Linked DNA regions of Mus musculus: all the other regions are linked to region 1. The links are chromatin contacts, called in public Hi-C and HiChIP or PLAC-seq maps. All regions are on one chromosome and are shown on one strand. The core of a region is the stretch at or near the end of the contact, and the rest is flanking DNA. Distances in the headings are between cores, read along the strand shown. Region 1 overlaps Gm33116 (a long non-coding RNA gene). Region 2 overlaps Sema4d (sema domain, immunoglobulin domain (Ig), transmembrane domain (TM) and short cytoplasmic domain, (semaphorin) 4D). Region 3 holds the start of Sema4d (sema domain, immunoglobulin domain (Ig), transmembrane domain (TM) and short cytoplasmic domain, (semaphorin) 4D). Region 4 has its middle 23 kb from the start of Sema4d. Region 5 overlaps Syk (spleen tyrosine kinase). Region 6 overlaps Syk (spleen tyrosine kinase). Region 7 has its middle 40 kb from the start of Gadd45g.

Evidence for each region. A called contact is a pair of places that touch in the nucleus more often than the background predicts. HiChIP or PLAC-seq counts read pairs in DNA pulled down with a chosen protein or histone mark.
Region 2: a contact with region 1 is called in an H3K4me3 HiChIP or PLAC-seq map of bone marrow-derived macrophages, with 3 times the contacts expected there. The contact joins two enhancer-like sites. A contact is called at or near these places in 7 of 484 Hi-C or Micro-C datasets (CD4 T cells, bone marrow-derived macrophages, cerebellum and 4 more), 9 of 115 datasets of contacts at active chromatin or transcription factors (bone marrow-derived dendritic cells, bone marrow-derived macrophages, embryonic stem cells and 5 more) and 1 of 9 other capture datasets (embryonic stem cells).
Region 3: a Hi-C map of bone marrow-derived macrophages shows a contact between it and region 1, with 22 read pairs. The contact joins the promoter of Sema4d here to the enhancer-like site in region 1. A contact is called at or near these places in 10 of 39 promoter capture datasets (the 3T3-L1 cell line, cranial neural crest, embryonic stem cells and 6 more), 1 of 484 Hi-C or Micro-C datasets (bone marrow-derived macrophages), 15 of 115 datasets of contacts at active chromatin or transcription factors (the 230-238 cell line, astrocytes, differentiating embryonic stem cells and 9 more) and 1 of 9 other capture datasets (embryonic stem cells).
Region 4: a contact with region 1 is called in a Hi-C map of bone marrow-derived macrophages, with 30 read pairs. The contact joins two enhancer-like sites. A contact is called at or near these places in 2 of 484 Hi-C or Micro-C datasets (bone marrow-derived macrophages and neutrophils) and 5 of 115 datasets of contacts at active chromatin or transcription factors (embryonic basal ganglia, embryonic stem cells, extraembryonic endoderm stem cells and 1 more).
Region 5: a contact with region 1 is called in a Hi-C map of bone marrow-derived macrophages, with 23 read pairs. The contact joins two enhancer-like sites. A contact is called at or near these places in 5 of 484 Hi-C or Micro-C datasets (bone marrow-derived macrophages, double positive thymocytes, ganglionic eminence and 2 more) and 6 of 115 datasets of contacts at active chromatin or transcription factors (bone marrow-derived macrophages, embryonic basal ganglia, embryonic fibroblasts and 3 more).
Region 6: a contact with region 1 is called in a Hi-C map of bone marrow-derived macrophages, with 21 read pairs. The contact joins two enhancer-like sites. A contact is called at or near these places in 6 of 484 Hi-C or Micro-C datasets (the CH12 cell line, bone marrow-derived macrophages, double positive thymocytes and 3 more) and 5 of 115 datasets of contacts at active chromatin or transcription factors (bone marrow-derived macrophages, embryonic basal ganglia, embryonic fibroblasts and 2 more).
Region 7: a contact with region 1 is called in a Hi-C map of bone marrow-derived macrophages, with 23 read pairs. The contact joins two enhancer-like sites. A contact is called at or near these places in 6 of 484 Hi-C or Micro-C datasets (the N1E-115 cell line, bone marrow-derived macrophages, embryonic fibroblasts and 3 more), 4 of 115 datasets of contacts at active chromatin or transcription factors (embryonic basal ganglia, extraembryonic endoderm stem cells, liver and 1 more) and 1 of 9 other capture datasets (embryonic stem cells).

Annotation. Positions count from the first base shown.
Region 1 is chr13:52,238,588-52,241,167 of GRCm38.p6, reverse strand. The region is part of intron 3 of Gm33116 (a long non-coding RNA gene); the gene reads right to left. Among named protein-coding and RNA genes, the nearest start is that of Gm33116, 6.0 kb to the right of the region's middle. Within about 2 kb of position 1,302, at least 11 of the 459 cell types and tissues checked have an H3K27ac peak or open chromatin away from gene starts, as enhancers often do. A contact at or near this core is called in bone marrow-derived macrophages and pancreatic cancer cells, where this site is marked.
Region 2 is chr13:51,733,455-51,736,034 of GRCm38.p6, reverse strand. All of the region lies in intron 2 of Sema4d (sema domain, immunoglobulin domain (Ig), transmembrane domain (TM) and short cytoplasmic domain, (semaphorin) 4D), which reads left to right. Among named protein-coding and RNA genes, the nearest start is that of Sema4d, 59 kb to the left of the region's middle. Within about 2 kb of position 1,299, at least 79 of the 459 cell types and tissues checked have an H3K27ac peak or open chromatin away from gene starts, as enhancers often do. A contact at or near this core is called in bone marrow-derived macrophages, where this site is marked.
Region 3 is chr13:51,792,390-51,794,969 of GRCm38.p6, reverse strand. Sema4d (sema domain, immunoglobulin domain (Ig), transmembrane domain (TM) and short cytoplasmic domain, (semaphorin) 4D) reads left to right here and starts at 1,292. Exons shown (of 16, transcript NM_013660.5): 1 at 1,292-1,473.
Region 4 is chr13:51,815,586-51,818,165 of GRCm38.p6, reverse strand. No RefSeq gene overlaps it. Among named protein-coding and RNA genes, the nearest start is that of Sema4d, 23 kb to the right of the region's middle. Within about 2 kb of position 1,300, at least 84 of the 459 cell types and tissues checked have an H3K27ac peak or open chromatin away from gene starts, as enhancers often do. A contact at or near this core is called in bone marrow-derived macrophages, where this site is marked.
Region 5 is chr13:52,635,139-52,637,718 of GRCm38.p6, reverse strand. The region is part of intron 9 of Syk (spleen tyrosine kinase); the gene reads right to left. Among named protein-coding and RNA genes, the nearest start is that of Syk, 40 kb to the right of the region's middle. Within about 2 kb of position 1,293, at least 65 of the 459 cell types and tissues checked have an H3K27ac peak or open chromatin away from gene starts, as enhancers often do. A contact at or near this core is called in bone marrow-derived macrophages, where this site is marked.
Region 6 is chr13:52,613,865-52,616,444 of GRCm38.p6, reverse strand. All of the region lies in intron 3 of Syk (spleen tyrosine kinase), which reads right to left. Among named protein-coding and RNA genes, the nearest start is that of Syk, 18 kb to the right of the region's middle. Within about 2 kb of position 1,279, at least 49 of the 459 cell types and tissues checked have an H3K27ac peak or open chromatin away from gene starts, as enhancers often do. A contact at or near this core is called in bone marrow-derived macrophages, where this site is marked.
Region 7 is chr13:51,884,997-51,887,576 of GRCm38.p6, reverse strand. No RefSeq gene overlaps it. Among named protein-coding and RNA genes, the nearest start is that of Gadd45g, 40 kb to the right of the region's middle. Within about 2 kb of position 1,301, at least 95 of the 459 cell types and tissues checked have an H3K27ac peak or open chromatin away from gene starts, as enhancers often do. A contact at or near this core is called in bone marrow-derived macrophages, where this site is marked.

The DNA.
Region 1 (2,580 bases), core at 53-2,552:
TATATCACTCTTGGAGTATTGTCTAAATTCCATATCTTCTGAAACCCTTCATGTCTCTAGAATATGTAGCTTGAGGAATGAAGATATACATACTCAGTGGCCCAGAGTGCCCAATGAAGGTCCATAGCTAACCAATCAAAATAGAGAGCGGTCAGCAATATCTCAGACCCCCTGCCAGCGGAGGGGGTGCTTCTGATGTGGATCTCTGGAACAAGGGAAAGAGAGACAGACAAACAGACAGACAGACACACACACACACACACAGAGAGAGAGAGAGAGAGAGAGAGAGAGAGAGAGAGAGAGAGAGAGAGAGACCGGGCCTGCCATAGGCATTTGGAAGCCTAGATTGGGATGTTACATAATCACAGATAAAGAGGGACAGATTTCCAACATGAATAAATAGCAACAATGACAAACATGTCTATTTTGATTTCCTGGGAAATATTGTCCTTTTTTGAAGTTTATTGTGTACTCACAGATGCACGCCCAAAGACATCTTTTTCAAGAGAATTTTTAGAGTACACTAAACAATGTCAAATTGAATACATTCTATTTTTGAATTCCTGCACCTAGCTGCAGTGGGAAAAAGCTTTCACATCTATCAGCAGGAATGTTCCAGATTCAACAAGCAATTCGGTGACTTTTTATGTGCATTGCTTTTTTTAGACCCCAGCTTACTATTTATGTGGTCAATGGAAACAGTGGTCAGCACTGAAGAGAAAACACCACATGGCAAACAGTGAAGAATTATGCCCGAGGAAGACTAGGCAAGCTTGTTGTCCTTCCCCCACTATAGAAGGGCATGGGCTCAATTTGTCTTTTTTTTCCCCCCCGAGACAGGATTTCTCTGTATAGCCCTGGCTGTTCTGGAACTCACTTTGTAGACCAGGCTGGCCTCAAACTCAGAAATCCACCTGCCTCTGCCTCCTGAGTGCTGGGATTAAAGGTGTGTGCCACCACGCCCGGCCCAAGTTGTCTCTTAATGTATAGGAACAAGTCACATAGGACATTGAAAATCCTCTTGCTTTACTCTGTTCTGTAGCTTAGACATGTATCAAAATTACACTATCAAATCCAAAACCTTGGTACTAAGAATCCAAGTGTCCAGTGTGCTTCTCTTTGCTGATATGAAAAAAACAAAACAAACAAACAAACAAACAAAAAAACAACCTGACTAAATTCACCTTGGGGAGGAAAGGATTTATTTCATCTTACATTTCCACATCATAGCCCCTTGTCCCAAGGGCATGAATCTAAAGGCAGAAACCAAGAAGAAATGCTGCATAATAGCTTGCTAAGTTTGCTTTCTTATATGACTCAATACTACATTAATCATCAGCCAAGAAAATGCCCTTACAGACTTGTCCACAAGCCAATCTGATGGAGGAAATTTCTCAATTGAACTTTCCTTTTCTCAGGAAACTCTAGTTTATGTCAAGTTGACAAAAACTAACCAGCACACCAAGGGATACTCTTTCACAGAGTTCTTAACTCAACCCATCAAGTAAGTAGAAACAAGTCCTTGTAGCTCAGAGTGAACACCGGTCTGGAGTATGCTCTATGGTGAATGTTTCTCAAAATCTAGCTTGCACATAAGAATCAGGTCAACTGCTTGGGACTGAGGAGAAGGTAATCTTTCTTTCCACTAAAGATCTCACTGCCCCTGAGGTCTTTTGCTTCCAACTCTACTTTAAAGTTTATCACCAGAATTCTAAATCACACATGGCCTTGATGTTGCCTTTTTCATTCTAGTTTCTCCCCCTCAAGCCATGACCTCTACAGTCACTCTCAGGACGTGATGGACGCCAGAAGAAATGGGAACCTCAAGACTGTCAACAGAAAGTCAACAGGCAACTCAAGGCCAATGAATGACCAGTTAATGAACAAGACAGCAGATATGGCCATATTCAAAATTCCAAGTCCTAAGTTTGGGATGCTCGATAGGGAATAGTTTAGGTGATTTTGGTACCCCAGACAACATTTTATTTGTGTTTGTGCATGTCTCTATGTGTGCAAATGTCTATGCACCTGTGTGTGAATGCATGTGCAGGCCCGAAGACAACCTTGGGTATTATTCCTTAGAAACTGTTCAGCTTGGTTTTTGTTGTTACTTGAGACAGGATCTCTCACTGGGACATGGAGCTTGCTTATTCTGTTCCTAGTATCCAGGGATCCTTCTATTTCTGCCTCACAAGCACAAGGATTATAAGTATACACTACCGCACCTAGTTTCTTATGTGGGTGTTGAGGCTTGAACTAAGATCCTCAAACTGCCAAGGCAAGCACTTAGTCAACTAAGTCATCTCCCCAGGTCCCTGTTTCAAATATTTCATACCTAGTTTTTGCCTTCAATGAGCAGAGCATCTAGTAGGTAGACCAGTTGCCCCATCTCTTTTCCACTGCCAACCAGATTTCAATAGAGCCTTTTGCAGTGATCTGTGAGAATAGGATACTGAGAATCCAAGACTGAGATATCTAGACTTCCATGATATCTGGCCACCTCAAAGGCTTTTTCTCTCCTTGAGTTGAGTCATCAGGGAGGTAACATCTCACCTGAGTCCACATACTTTCAAGCCATAT
Region 2 (2,580 bases), core at 50-2,549, 510 kb after region 1:
CTTTAAAACGACTGCAATCTGGACTGTGGTGGCGCACACCTTTAATCCCAGCACTTGGGAGGCAGGGGCAGGCAGATTTCAGAGTTCGAGGCCAGCCTGGTCTACAGAGTGAGTTCCAGGACAGCCAGGGCTATACAGAGAAACCCTGTCTCAAAAAACAAACAAAAATTGATCGCAAGAGATAAGAGAGGGGCTGAGGTAGACCTTAGAGGAGGACTGCTGATCCGGTGTGAACCAGCCTCCACGTTCTGTCTCAGAACTAACTACCTAAAATCAACCAAGACTCGGGATGAGCACCCATTTAATTCTTATGACTATGTTGTCTGTGGGTTTCCCTTGGTTTCCTTGGGAAGATGAAGGGGGCACAGATCTGAAATTAGGACTGATGAACTGGCTTGGCCAGCAAAAGGAGCTTGCTGCCCATCTCAATGACCTGAATTGGATCCCCGGGTCCCACAAGGTAGGAGAGAACCTGCTCCTACAAGTTGCCCTTGGACTTCCACATGTGCTGTAATGTGAATGTGCCCACACATGGACATATGCAATAAATAAAGTCTTATTTACTTTTTTAAACATCTGAAAAGAATAATACGACTTGGTTAGACTGGTTTCGTTTTTGTGGCTGGTTCTCATGTAGTCCAGGCTGGTCTTGAATCCACTCTGCAGCCACAGATGATCTTGAATTCTGGATGGAGGGCTGGGATTACAGGCTCACACCACCGTGCCCAGTTTATGCGGTGCTGAGGATAGGTCCCAGGGCCTTTTGCATGCCAGGCAAGCTTTCTAACTGAGCCTAGTGATAAGTTTTCTAATGTATGGACTCTGCTCTCTGCGATGGGGCAGTATGCTTAGACATGGCTGTGGTGGCTGAGTGTGGCGACACACACCTGAAATCTCCAGCACTGGGAAGACTGAGGCAGGAGGATATCGAGTTTGAAGCTCGTACGGACTACTTAGCCTGACCAAAATTGCTTTTATTTGTCTGTCTGTTTGTTTGTTTATATTTTAATGTGAATTGGTGTTTTGCCTGTATATATGTCTATGTGAGGTTGTCAGATCTTGAGCTATAGACAGTGGTGAGCCACCCTGTGGGTACTAGGAATTGAACTCAGGTCTTCTGGAAAAACAGCCAGTAGTAGTAGCCAGTGCTCTAAACCTCTCCAAGCCACCTCTCTGGCCTGATTTTTTTTTTTTTTTAAAGGAGAAGGAAAGAAAAGAGAAGTGGTTATTTGTGGTGTCTGTGGTGAGGTGAGCAAGCAAGCGCACCAGCTGACCCAGGCTTCCCCTTTGCTGGCTGCCCAGCACCTCACTTCTGGTGCAGTGAACAAGCCCCGCAGGAACTGGATAGAGAGGTCATCTGCTTGGGGCCCTAAGGAGTTTGTATTTAGTGCCTGTCTGAAACCCAAGCGCCCCGTGAGGGTGGAGGACCCAGGGGCTTGACTCTTAGTCTCTCATTACTTTCAGAGATGTCTTCCTGAAGCTTCCATTCTAAAGGTGCCAGGAACAACCCCAGAGACTCACGGCACAGGTAAATCATTCCGTGTATGATTTCTATGTCCAGGTCGGTAAGCGATACCTTGTAGAAGCCTCCATTGGGTCTGGTGGACTGTCAGGTATCTTGTTCCTATATCTTCATTGGAGCCAAGACTGCTGTCCCTCAGGGCGGCACCAGGCTTTGATGCTAGACAGTGAGGTTCCTAGATGGTCTTCCCTTCCCTGTCTCCATGTCCTCCTCCAACTCCCATCCCTCCCAAGTGATGGCTGCTAATGGTATGATGGTTCTGTGTGCACCTCACGTGTGCTTGCTCTACTCTTTAGGGGTATAGCATAGCATGTGTCCATCATGTCCCTGTGTGTATGTGTGTGTGTGTGTGTACCTGTGTGTTCATGGCTCTACATCTGTGTGATAAGTTGTCTATATGCCTGTGTGTCCTACATCACCGTGCTTAACTGTGTGTGATTGTGTGTCCTGTGCCACTTGTGTCCCTGTGGGTGTGTATCTGTATGATGACCAGCACTTCCTCTCATGAACTTGGTGTGGACCATGCCAGCCGTACTACACCTTCCTGCAGTGAGGCATAGCACTTGAGAGATGGCTCTCTACACGGGATTTGGGATGCATTTTAGTTGGACAAAGCTAAGAGAAGGAACCAGAATAAGTATAAAACTCCTCTTCCCTCTGCTTCTTCTCACAGCCTGCCAAGGCTGTGGTAAAGGAGTAGGGCCCTATTGGGAATGTGCGAGCCAGTTATACACATTCAGTTTCCATGGCTATCTGGGTGTAATTTGGGCAGGGGCCTTGTATGTGTGAGTCCAGTCATGTGCATGCAATGGCTTACCTGTGGAGATTAGAGCATAACTTTCAGAGTTGGTTCTCTCTCTCCATCATGGGTACCAAGGATTGTGACCCAAGTCCTTAAGCTTGCAGAGTGGCCTGCGTCATCTCAGTAGCCAAGGCCTCATTATTCCTGAAGAAGTCTGCAGTTGGCGCTGAGGTTCTGAGTATCAGCTTGTTTCTTCTCCTTCTCCTTCTCCTTCTCCTTCTCCTTCTCCTTCTCCTTCTCCTTCTCCTTCTCCTTC
Region 3 (2,580 bases), core at 43-2,542, 450 kb after region 1:
CCTGAAGAAGCTTCCTGGTTCTTTCTAGGACCTTCTATCCTTTAGGAAGGGCTTGCTCAGTTTAACTGCTGTCAGCTGCCTGCCTTCCCAACAGCCTCATCCCTGCTGGAAGCCCCTAAGGGCCTTCTGGAATTCAGGAAGCCACCAGTCTGCCTAGAGACTGGTCTTGATCTATTTCTTGGTTCTTCCGGCAGGTTCATTAAGGAACTGGGTTTCCTTTTAGGGAGGGACTGTGTCTCTGGGCAGCACTTCCCACCTGGCCAGTTACTGTGTGAACTGAGGGTCACTTCTCCCTTCAAGGGCAGAAAAGGACATGCCCTGTGGCTGCAGTGTGTGTGTGTGTCTGTGTGTGTGTACCCATGCAATATGCCATGAGGTCAACCCAGGTGTTGTCCACTTAGTTTTAGGAGACAGGGTCCCTTACTGAAATCTGAGTCTGACTTCGGATTAAGTAAGGCAGGCTGGCTGGCCAGTGAACTCCATCCAGGGTTCCACCAATAGTCTCTGCCTCAACACTGGGATTACAACAAAGCACCACTGTCTGGGTTTTTTTTTAATCATAGGTTCTGGAGCACCAACCTCAGAAAGCATGTTAAGGACCTGGCTATGTCTACCCTTTGTACCAACCAACTTCGGAAGGCCCAGAATTAGTTAGAAATGTATCTCATCGGGAGCTGCATACAGGAAGCCTTGGTCCATGGGAAGAACCACCCACACCTTGCATTGAGAACCCCAAAGGGTCTATCCTAGATCATAAAGGTAAGAGCCCAGCATCTCTGGGGTCAACGCTGGTGACCCCAGAGCATGGGGCACAGGAGACTTTGGGGACCTGGACGAGCAGGCTGGATCATTAGGAGGCTGAAAGGATCAAAAGGCTCCTTTTGCTGGTAATCTCCTCTGTTTTCAAGAGACCAGACTTGGGTAGGAAAGAGCCCCTGGGGTCTGGACCATGGGGCTTTGGGGGATGGGGGACGGGGGGGGGGGGACACGGGGGAAGAGGACGAGGGAGTTGGATGAAAAGAGGAAGAGGTGGTGGAAGGTAAATGGGGAAGGAAAGGAAGGGAGGGAGAAAGGAAACAAGAGGGGAGCAGGAGAAAAAGACTGGGGTAGGTGAAGACAGGGGCGGGGCGCGGGAGGGCAAGGAAGAAGGGAGAGAGGTTGGGGTGAGAGGAGGGACTAGGAGGAAGGGGGAGGGGCGAAGGGAGGGAAGAGACGGGAGGGGGAGGGGAGGAGGCGGGAAGGGAGGGAGAGGGGGTGGGGCCTGCACGCTAGCCCCGCGCCCTCCTTCCCCACGCCGGCCTCCGCTCCCTCTCGCGCCGCAGCATCTCCGCGCGTCTCCCGGCCTCCCCGACTCAAGCTCCTGGCGCCGTTCGCCTCTGTCGTCGCTGCCACCAACGCCGCCGCCATTCTTGGCGCGGAGCTGGCCTGGCCAGCCCCCGCCGAGAGCCTCCGCGGGTCGGACGCGCGCTCCAGGTAAGCGACTGGGCCGGCGCGGGAGGAGCGCGCGCGGGGTTGGGCAGGTGCGCGGAGCGCGGCGAGCCCCCGCGGTAAACCTAGGAACCCTGTTGGAGCCTCTCCTGCGACCCCCTCGGGGCTCCCAGGATCCCTCTCCGAGCTTCTTCCCCAGGTTCTCCCACACCGCTAGGACCTAGTCTGCATTCCCACCTGGATGCCCCCGGACTCCCTCTGCGTTCGCATCAGGATCCTTTGGGTCCCCTCTGAGTCCCATCCGGATTCCTCACCCCCCTCTACATTTCCACCGCGTTTTCCAGACCCTCTCTGCAGTTCCACCCCAGCCCGGATCTCTCTCCGGCGTCCCTTCCCTAGCTCCCGCCAGGCCCTGGCAGGCAGGTGGCTGGAGCAGGGACACGGGACAGGCAGCGGATGCGACTTGACCAGCCAGGCCCTGCACGCTGGGACCCCCGGGTGCTGACTCCTTGATCGGTGCCTCCCAGGTCAGGCCCGGTGCCCGTAGCCGGGCTCCCAGCCCCGGCCTAACCAGCTTCTATTTCGGTCTCCCAGGCCTTGGCTCGGGTGCACCGGATGTGGCGCGGTGCACTCAGACAGGTGCGGCCGCGGTGAGGTTGCCACCGCCGGGCAGTGGGCACTGCAAGGCGGTGGCTTCCTGGAAGATTCGGGCTGCGTTATTCTAGAACCGCCCGGAACCACCACCAGCTTTAGCTCGAGCTGCACCTGTTGCTGGCGCCCGATGATTTGCAGGGGGCTGGTTCTGTTGGGGCTCAGCCAGTTATGGCTTGGGGAAAAAAATCAGCCAAAAAACAAAACAGCGCTGAGCACGTAGCTGCCCTCTATATGTTTTCTGTTTAGTCTCTCTGTGGGTGAATGTGGAGTTTTGGCTTTCAATGAAGCATGTGGTGAAGGCCTGCCCCTACATACTGGGTCATTTGCCACATGAACTTGTCCTGCTTTTGTTTTGAAAACCCTCACTGTGTGGAGCACAGCCCAGGCCCGTGGGTGGCCCAACCTCTCACTGGACTGGGGGCCTGTAGCCAGCCATCTGACCCAGCTGTGGGTCTACCAGGCGCTACCAAACGGAAGTTTCCTTCCCAGGAGGGTGAA
Region 4 (2,580 bases), core at 51-2,550, 420 kb after region 1:
TCTTTTGTTTGAATTGTTTATGGTCTGTACAGTCATGTACATGCCTACAGGACCTACAGATACTGGGGCAGTAATGGCCATGCCTAGCTATAGTTTGAAAGAAGGACACCAAGACTCAAATCTGGGCTGTTCTAGGTACTGCCTCCTGGTCAAGTGTATGCTATGCGGGTTTTATGATTTTTGTAAATGACTTAATTCCTCTAAAAAGAAACGAGTTCCTTGTTCGGGGAAATGGTCCCAAATGGAGCTGGGCAGAGCATTTAGTCAGTAAAGTACTTGCCTTGCAGGCATAAAGAACTGAGTTCAGTTCCAGCAGCTACAGAATAAAAAGCTAGATGTGGTGATTTGCCCTAGCAATCTAAGTGCCGGAGGGGCCAGGCAGCCTAACCAGTGAGTCCCTGGGTCAGTGGGAAAACCAGCTCAAAAAATAGATAGTTCCTGAGTTCTCTAGCTGAAAAACAGACAGACGACAGGCAGGCAGGCAGGCAGGCAGGCAGGCAGGCAGGCAGGCAGACAGACAGACAGACAGACAGACAGACACACACACACACACACACACACACACACACACACACACACACACACAGCAGTATATGTTCACAAAAAAAGGAAAGAAAAGGAAGGAAAACTGTCCCATGAAGTGGAATGGGGAAGCCTGACTCAATCACACTACTGCCTACTGCCTCAGATGGTCAAGTTCAGAAGCAATCAGTGAGGCCCTAAGACAGCAGCATAGACAGTGATCCACAGTCCATGGCTCTCTGCAGACAGAGCCTAATGCAGGCAAGTGGCTGTTCTTATCAAGTGTCTATAGCTGCTTCTGAGAGGCCTGGTGCTCACACCAGGCTAAAATTCACCAAGCAAGTCCTATGGTCTTAAAAACAAAAACAAAGCAAAAAATCAAGCATGGTTTCCGAATCTTGCTTTCCGGTCAACCATGGAACCTGAGGGTCAAGAACAAAACTAGGCAGCCATGAAGAATGCTCTCTGCTGTTGGCTGGGGAGCCCAATTTCATTGTGGACTTGCCTTGATTCTATTTCAAAGACCAGATAGAAATGTGTGCCGGAATTATCTTTCCTTCAGTCGTGTAAATGACATCATGGCATAGAAACGTACTTGTGTTCATTTAGAAAGAGCAGAAATTGTATTCCCACCCCCCTCAACGTGATGAATGCCATCTTAGGAAAATCGGGCCCAGAGCAGCCAGCCATCTGGCAAGGCTTGTTATTATGCATGGCCCAACCTCATGCGTGTTATCCTGGGTGTGCACACATGTTATGTGTTTACGGCAGGAGCCCCTGGGCTGCTCTCTTGCCTTGAAGACTGTAAGCAAAGAGGTGGGTCTAAATCATAGCTCTGTCCTACCCTGTGCAAAGCAGTGTCTCTTAACTGTGTCCCTGGTTGGGGATGTCACCAATTATAGTCTGAAAACATGCTGCATTGTGTCCAGCCAGGCCAAGAGGCAGCCCTTTCTGCTCTGGAAAATGGCTGTTCCCGCCAGCCCTTCAGCTGCCTCCTGCCTGGCAGCCTGCCTATGATAGATAGCTCCTCTGCAGATGGTCCAAGTTACCAGACAGAGCCAGGCTCAGAACTACCCATGGACCTAAGATGACTTCTCTCTGATCTATTCTTCTGGGAGCATGATTCCAGAGAAACCTATCAGTTTGCCTCTGAGATCCCATAAATCCTCGCCTGGAGTTCTTCATTTGGATGTCACCCTTCTGTGTCGCTGTCATATCAGACAACTCTTGACACAGGGCTGAGGGCCTCCTTCCCATCCCATGAGAACAGGAAGCACTGTTGTGTCTGGGTCTCCCACTGAAGCCGGATGGAGCTCATGAGTGACTCATTATTTTCTGTACGTTTATTTATATTCTAACTGATAAACACAATACTTTAAAGTCAGAAGACCTTCGCCTCGGGAGGATGAGGCAAGGCAAGGAAATAAAGTGCTGGAAGTTATTAAAGGACAGAGAAGAAAGCAAAGCAAAACCAGCTGGGAACAGAAAATAAGGAAGTTGAGGAGAGTAAGCAGGTACCTTGTAGTCTCAGCTACCGGAGAGGCTGAGGCAGGGGGAGCTCTTGAGCCAGGGTGTTTAAGACTAGACTAGGTGTGATGATTTGACTAGGTTTGGCCCAGGGAGTGGCACTATTTGGAGGTGTGACCCTGTTGGAGTGGGTGTGGCCTTGGAGTGGGTATGTCACGGTGGGCGTGGCCTTTAAGACCCTCATCCTAGCTGCCTGGAAGCCAGTATTCTGCTAGCAGCCTTCAGATGAAGATGTAGAACTCTCAACTCCTCTTGTACCAAGCCTTCCTAGATGCTACCATGTTCCTGCCTTGATGATAATGGACTGAACCTCTGAACCTGTAATCCAGCCCCAATTAAATGGTGTCCTTATAAGAGTTGCCTTGGGATGGGCAGTGGTGGCACACACTTTGGGAGGCAGAGGCAGGTGGATTTCTGAGTTCGAGGCCAGCCTGGTCTACAGAATGAGTTCCAGGACAGCCAGAGCTATACAGAGAAACCCTGTCTCAAAAAAAAAAAAAAAAAAGAGTTGCCTTGGTCATGGTGTTTGTT
Region 5 (2,580 bases), core at 44-2,543, 400 kb before region 1:
TCTGCAACCCCAGGGCTTCTAGGGGAGAATCTATGGAGATTCGTGGGGCCAGCAGTGAATCCCCAGAGGCGGTTTGAAACAAGGTGAAAGGTAAGAGGTGACATCCAAGGGTTGTCCCTTGGCCTCTATATATGTGCTGTGTCAGGAGTACCTGCACACACACACACACACACACACACACACACACACACACACATCAAGATAAATAGCTAGTACCATTTTTCTCCTTCTTGTGAAAATTTTATCACAGGTGCAAATTTTCCTTCTTTCTTTCTTTCTTTCTTTCTTTCTTTCTTTCTTTCTTTTGGGGTTTATTTGTTTGTTTGTTTGTTTGTTTGTTTTTGTTTTTTCGAGACAGGGTTTCTCTGTGTAGCCCTGGCTGTCCTGGAACTCACTCTGCAGACCAGGCTGGCTTCCAACTCAGAAATCCGCCTGCCTCTGCCTCCCAAGTGCTGAGATTAAAGGCGTGTGCCACAACTGCCCGGCAGGTGTAAATTTTCAAATCACACATAGCTGATGTTTATTCTTTCATTTAAACCACAGTTTGTTAGAATACTTTCAAGAGTTCAACACGATCTATGTGATATTTTTGTGAGAAATTGAAAAAGATCTGTATTTTCGAAACATGTTGAGGCTTGCTTAAAAGTAACAAAGCCCAGTGGGAGAGAAGTGTTTCTTTCCCTTTAACTCTGAGCTTGAACAACTCGTGTGCTTCAGACCGGCCATGGGGGTGCTCACCTGTGAGCCCCAGAGCCCCAGAGGTGGATACAGGAGGATCGTTGGTTTAAGATCATCTTTAACGTCCTCTGAATATAACACCTGCTCTTTCCATCTGATCAGCTATGCCTTTTGCAAGAGAGAAGAAAGACCAGCTTCAAATGCTGGTGCTCCTCCATATAAGGAAGGGGTGGAGATGCTCACTGGACTGTTACCCTGATTCCTGGAACTCCCCCCGGCGCTTCCCAGTCATCTGTGTGAGATCCTGTCCTAACTGAACATAGACGCACGGTCTTGGGAGGTGCTAGAGCATACGACTGTGAAAGCTAACAGGAGCCCGAGAGGGGGCATCTAGGGGACCCTACATCCTGTAGAGGCCACCATCCACACTGAGGCCCAGACTTCTCAGCGGCACACGCAGCTCCTGTGAGTAACCCCCACATGCGTGCCCAGTCACTGGTTCCCCAAATTGGACTTCGGGGATTGTTCTCTGGTTTGTGGTTGGTGCTCTGTATGATGGTAATGATTCCATACAGTACACAAGAGATTCTTTCTACAGCTGTTCTTTTACAGACAGAGGAACCATGCCCCACTGCCTGTGAACCCCGGTGTAGTGGACAGCAATGGAGAATGGTCCAGGCTGAGGAAAGCCCCGAATTGTGAAATATTCAACCAGCTTCAACAAAGTTCCCCTGTTGTGACACACATACAGCCTGCTGCAGTGTCATGTGGTTTCCCAGCTAGGTTCTGCCTACATGCATAAAGGAATACAAAGTTTCTTTATGATATTGCAAATGAGCCTCTGGGCCCAGAATTTAAAAAATAAAAATACATTGCTTTGCTTTTTTTTTTTCTTTGAGTCCGGGTCTTACATAATCCACTGTGGCTTGAAACTAGCTGTATAGTAGGAGATGACCTTAAACTTCTGATCCCCCTGTCTCTACCTCTGGGGCTCTGGGGGGCCACAGGTGTGTACACAACATGCCCAATCAGAAGCACACATTCTGTTCAAGCTCAGAGTTAAAGAGAAAGAAACACTTCTCTCCCACTGGGCTTGGTTACTTTTAAGCAAGCCTCAATGTGTTTCGAAAATATGGATTTTTTTTTATTCCCTCACAAAAACATCACATGGATCATGCTGAACTCTTGAAAGTATTCTAGCAAAATGTGGCTTAAAAGAAAGAACAAACATTAACTAGGTATGCTTTGAAAAATTACCTGTGGTAAAATTTCCACAAGCATGAGAAGTTGTTTCTTTTGTTGAACCTTCAAACCGATGAATCAAAACAGAACTATTCAGGAAATGGGCCGTGTGGGGGCTCAGGTGGTAAAGATACTCTCTGCCAAGCTTGGTGGCTGGAGCTTGATCCCCAAACCACATGCATGTACGTACACACACACACACACACACACACACACACACACCTAACAAATACACTAGGTCAAATAACAGAATTAGTGGGACACACACACACAGGAAAGTACACACAGCTAGTGTGGTGATCTAGAACACAGCCTGTGGCCTGACAGGAGGATTTAGATATTATCATCACCCTAGAAGCCTCTCTGGGCCCTCCCGGGAACATGGGAGGCTCCATTCTGTCATCTCTAGCCACCTATTTTGGCTTTCATAGTTGGGTCTATCATTACATCTGTGGTGTGAGGCAGGGATCTAAATTAAGAAGTTAGAAAAGGTTTCTTGATTCCTCTAGACATTTAAAAAAGAAAATACCACGTCTTCTAGAAAAGCAGAGGGGAAAGATAATATCCCACTAATTCTAAGAGGCTACTATTGTTCCAATTCCTGACTGTTTACGGTGGCCCAGGAAGAGACTATGAAACTCCTGGTCTTCCAAGCACTGA
Region 6 (2,580 bases), core at 30-2,529, 380 kb before region 1:
GTATTAAAACTATGAGATGGGATACAAACTAGCGATGATGCATGGAACGCTTAAAGAAACAAAACAGGAATCAGCAACCAACCAACGAGATGCTCCTAAAAATGCCGAGGAACAATTGTGAAAAGTAAACAAACCCTACTCCAAATTTAATTTCTGGACATTGAAAGATGTAACTATTTTTTAAAAGTTAATGAGCAAAAAAAGGACAGATTAGACAGAGATCAAACAAAAGTTAATATGAGAAGAAACATGGTGACAGGCCCACGTGACATGGGGGAGGAGAGGCAACAGACATTAAGCAGGCTGGAGAGGCTGCAGTAAGGAGCCCACACTTCCTCTGAAGGACAAGGGGAAGGTAGGCGTTCTTTAGAGTTGATTGGAAACATCGGTGGATGTAGGGAGCACAGGTCTACCACAGTCCCCAGCTTGTCTCCGAACTTGACCCAGTTAATCTTCACAATGGAACATTGTGGATGGTGGAACAGGAAAGCAGACATTGATCTACAGGGAGCACTTAACTTGACTCCCAGCAGATTCTTGAAACTAGAGGGTACTGAACTAAGTACCACATAAGCGCAGCTTCTCTTGGGCATCATTAGTCTTCGTCTGGAGCCATTACTAAGTAAAGTAAGGGTTTTAACACAGTTGCCACGACATCATAGGGACCTCCCTTCCCATAGCTGGTCACATGCAACATGTTCTGGCAATACTGGGTCACTAAGGCTCTCACAGATACTTCTTCGGCTAGGGCATGCCCTTCCTCAGCTAACCTCCTCTTTCTCTCTCAGAGCCCCTTGGACGTCCTCAGAGAGGTCCTCCCGTTGCAACACTATACAAGTTAAGATTACAGCTGTTGAAGACAAGAGGCCAGTCCTTGCTCCCAAGACACCCAGAATGGATGGAAAGTTATAGAGAGACATTGAGTGTTGACTTCTGACCCCTCCCTAACACACACACACACACACACACATGCGTGCATACATGAACATAGATGCTCATGAATATGTATATACATAAACACATATTTTATGAGACACCATGGCAGGAAGTGGCATGTTATCGTGTCACAGGCTCTGTAGCATGTGAACCTGGATGGCTGGCATCTTCCCTGACGTAGAAAGCATGATGATGTATGCTTATCTACTCAGACACACGGCTCTCTTGTTGAATGAATAACTGCTTCTGTGTTCCTTTTTGTTCTTCTTCTTTGCACAATGTATGTCACAAGTCAGAAAATAGGAACTGTGGCTCACACAGCAGTTGAGTGACTTCCTGGCTTGATGACAGCACAAATAGGAAATTTACAGCTCTGAGGAATACAATGGTAGCCTGCTGCCTCCACAGCTGCCCTAGAGACTCCTATACTTTGTGCATTTCTGTCAGCAGCCCCTGTAGGCTCAGGCTGAAGGCCTAAAGTTTTATTCACTCTTGAATTCCTCAGTGTGAAGGGGCCTCGGAGGATGAAGGATGTGGTAAAGAGTCTGGCCTGTCAAAGTGGCACTTCAAACCGTGTGAGTGCAGGTAGGCTGTGCTTGCTTTTCAGTGAGGAGGGAGCTTTGGTGCCTACTCCCGTTGACTTGGTCTTCCCTGTCATTCCTCCACAGGCAGCTGGGAAATTACGGTGGGAAATGAACAGAGGGTGAGGAAGGAAAGAGAAGAGGGGAAGGCTTCCAGAACCTTCTGGGCTCACACCTGAGAGAAGGCAGCAGGGCATTACTACTAACACGGGATTCAAGAGTGCATCCCATCCCAAAATGGAGGACTTGCTGTACACTGGACCATAAACAGATCCAGTCTTCTGTTTCTACCAAGATCTCCTGTGTGGCCATCTCAGCTTTCTCCTTGCTGTAGTGAGCACTAAGAACAAGACGGATAGTGGAGATGGATGAGGTGTGCTCTGTGCACGAGTTCACACCCAGCAGGGGTGTGTACAGAAGTGACACAGAGACCTTGCCGAGTACCTCATGACAGGACTGAGAGGACACGGGTCTGTCTTAGCATGCGTGGCATGGAAGATGGCACACAGAGTGACCTGTGCATCTTGTATTATACTCACAGAACAGCCACACACAAGATACCTGCCCAGATTCGGGACTTTGAATGGCCCATCCCAACATGTACCCCATCTATGAACTGCCGGGCTGGTCCTATAGATCCAAAGCTACAGGATCTCCATGACATAGGGCAACACCAGGATATCTGAGAGGAATCCCAGTGAGGTTCCAGTGTTAAGAGAGTAGCAGAAGCCAGAGGCTTTGTACAAGACCAACAAGTCATTGCAATGAATATTTGCAAGCACAGAAGTGTGAACAAAAGGGTATGCTCTGGGACACACTGTGACATACTACAGCTTCCATGAGATCTTTTTTTCCTCTGTTGGCAGGGAGTTTGAAAGGGTGGGGGAGGGTACAAGGGAAGGGGGAGATAAGAGAGATTGGGGAGCATGATTTAAAAGTCACAAAGAACCAACAAAAGGTTTTTAAAAAGAGAAATGATTAAGATAATCTAAAAATAATCTTCATTTTACTCTTTTCTTTTTTTACGTCTCTGTGTGCTTTGCCTGCACATGTGTCTGTGCAC
Region 7 (2,580 bases), core at 52-2,551, 350 kb after region 1:
CCCTGGATATTCTGTTACAAATGGACTAAGAATAGCGGTGCTTTGCTGAGTCTAAAGGAAGTGGGCTCTTTTTCTCTGCATCCTCTTCCCGAATAACACCACTCACATCTCTTTCTTCTGTTCTATAAGAGCTACAGTCCAGACATCTGTACCCTACAGTCAGACGCCTCAGCCTGCCCAGTGGGCAGGATTTTAATAAAAGAAACTATCACTCATGTGAGCCACAGAGAGTTGTGTACCAACCAGAGGCTAATCTTTTCTGTGTCTTGAGCTTGTGCAAGTCAGAGAGGAAACAGAACCCCATCTCACAACTTGAAGACAGTCATAGCATTGAAGGTATCCCTGCCTAAGCTGAAGAGTCTTCTGCTCCTGTTTACCTTGGTTTTATGACTCCAGGTCTAGGAAGGGAAGGAGAGGAGGAAACCCGAGGCAATACAACCTCTTCACCACAGACACAACCACAGCCTCCACCATCCAAGGTCCGAGCAAAACAAGTCTCCCCCACCAGGCCGTGCTCCTCAGCCAAGCATTCTCATGTCTGGGAAAGGAATTCGTCTTTCGCAGAAGACATTAGCAAACACAGCCATAAACTTGGAATCCGCAGTCTGACATGTCAGAGGCTCAGAAGAAAGCTTTAACTCCTGAAAGCCGCTCTACCACGTCATCTCTTGAACATCCAGAGTTGAAATGTGGCCGGCGATGGCTGGGTGCCCATCCCATTATGTGCAGACTTAAGCATCTGTGGCATGGTGTTTTCTCAGTCAAACCTTTAAATCAAACTCAGTACACCGGATAGAAAGGCATCCAAGCTATCTCTTGGGGCTGAAAATAGATGCCCAGCACACTTTTGAATTCCATCTATAAAGGGTTTGGGGATAACTTCTCAAGAGCCTGCTAATCTGTTGATCACATCTGAACATTTGTAGCTGCTAACTCTCCTTAAGGCAATCTGAATGGGGATTCAGCAGACTGACCCGCGGCTAAGGCTAAAAATTAAGTACATGTGCAGTTTTGAGCTTCTCCATGTCTCAATTTTATTCGTGTATTTACCTACAAGTGCTGAGCTGATGTCGGAGTTTAATCTCAGCTCTTTCTTCTGTTATAAGAAAAACTTCACAACTTCCTGTTGGCCCGTGACCGTGTATTTATATCTCATGCATATACTCCCATAAAACCCGTAGCTGGAGATGTGTCTGTCACCAGCCAGACTCTGCAAAGACAAGAGAAACTAAGCAGTGTGCCTGTCCCCAAGGTGTCCATAAACATAAGAGCCGGAGGAACTCACTTCCTGTGGAAACAACACAGGCCTCAGTGACTCAGTGTGGCAACAGCTTCTCCCTCTCCTAGCTTGGGTAGGAGGGACCTACTCCACACAGCTGCTCAAAGCCTCTGGGGCTGGCAGACGTTTGGTTTGCTTTTGGTTTTTTTGTTTTGTTTATGAAACAATATTCCCAACTCATGATCCCACTGCCTCAGTTTCTTCCGTGCTGGGATTATAGGTGGGTGCCATAGCTGGCTTTCAATCTCTCTTCACTAGACCCACAGATATAGGGAGGAGAAAACATGAAAGGAGACAGAGAACCAGGGTTTGGGGACCGACTACTCCCACCCACAACCCATATGCAGAGCCACACCGACTGGCAGCCGCAAGGATGCCACTGTGCAGATAAGCCGAGGCCCACAAAGGAAAAGGCAAAGAAAGAACATGAAACTCAACACCATGTGTGAACACCCTCCCACTGGGTGTGAACACACCACTCACTCCACATAGGAACTCGGCACTCATGCCATGTGTGTGAGCGCACACTCCTACCACCTGTATACACACTCTCGCTATGAATGAACTCTCACCACATGTGAACTGGTCAAACACACACATACATCAAGTATGAACATGCGGCTCATGCCACATGTGTATTACACGTGAATGCACACACTCCCACCGCATAAGAACTTGAAAATTTGTACTGCATGTGAGCACACACTCACCACATATGAATACTTCCCACATGTGACCAAACGCTCCCACTGCTCCGGGGCACACACTCACAGTACACGAGCAAACACCAGTCCCAGGAGTCTAATGACCCTAGTGTGACCATGGAATGCCTTTGTCCTCTGTGCTTCTTCAGCTGACACTGAGCTCTTCACAGCAAAGCCTTCTTGCTCCTCAGATTCACACACAAATTTAGAGTGTACATTTTAAAAAAAAAGATTTATTTATTTTATGTATGTGAGTACACTGTCGCTGTCTTCAGACACACCAGAAGAAGGGCATCAGATCCCGTTACAGATGGTTGTGAGCCACCATGTGGTTGCTGGGAATTGAACTCAGGACCTCTGGAAGAGCAGTCAGTGCTCTTAACCACTGAGCCATCTCTCCAGTCCCTGCACATTTTTTTAATCTTTCACCAACACAGCACAAATAGCAGAGCAGGTAGATAAAGTAATTTCTCCATAGACAGTGTGAGGTGGGTGTGTGTTTCTGTGTGTGTATGTGTGTGTGTGTGTGTGTGTGTGTGTGTGTGTGTGGTATGTGTATGTGTGTATGGTGTATGTGTATATATGTGTGTGTGTGTG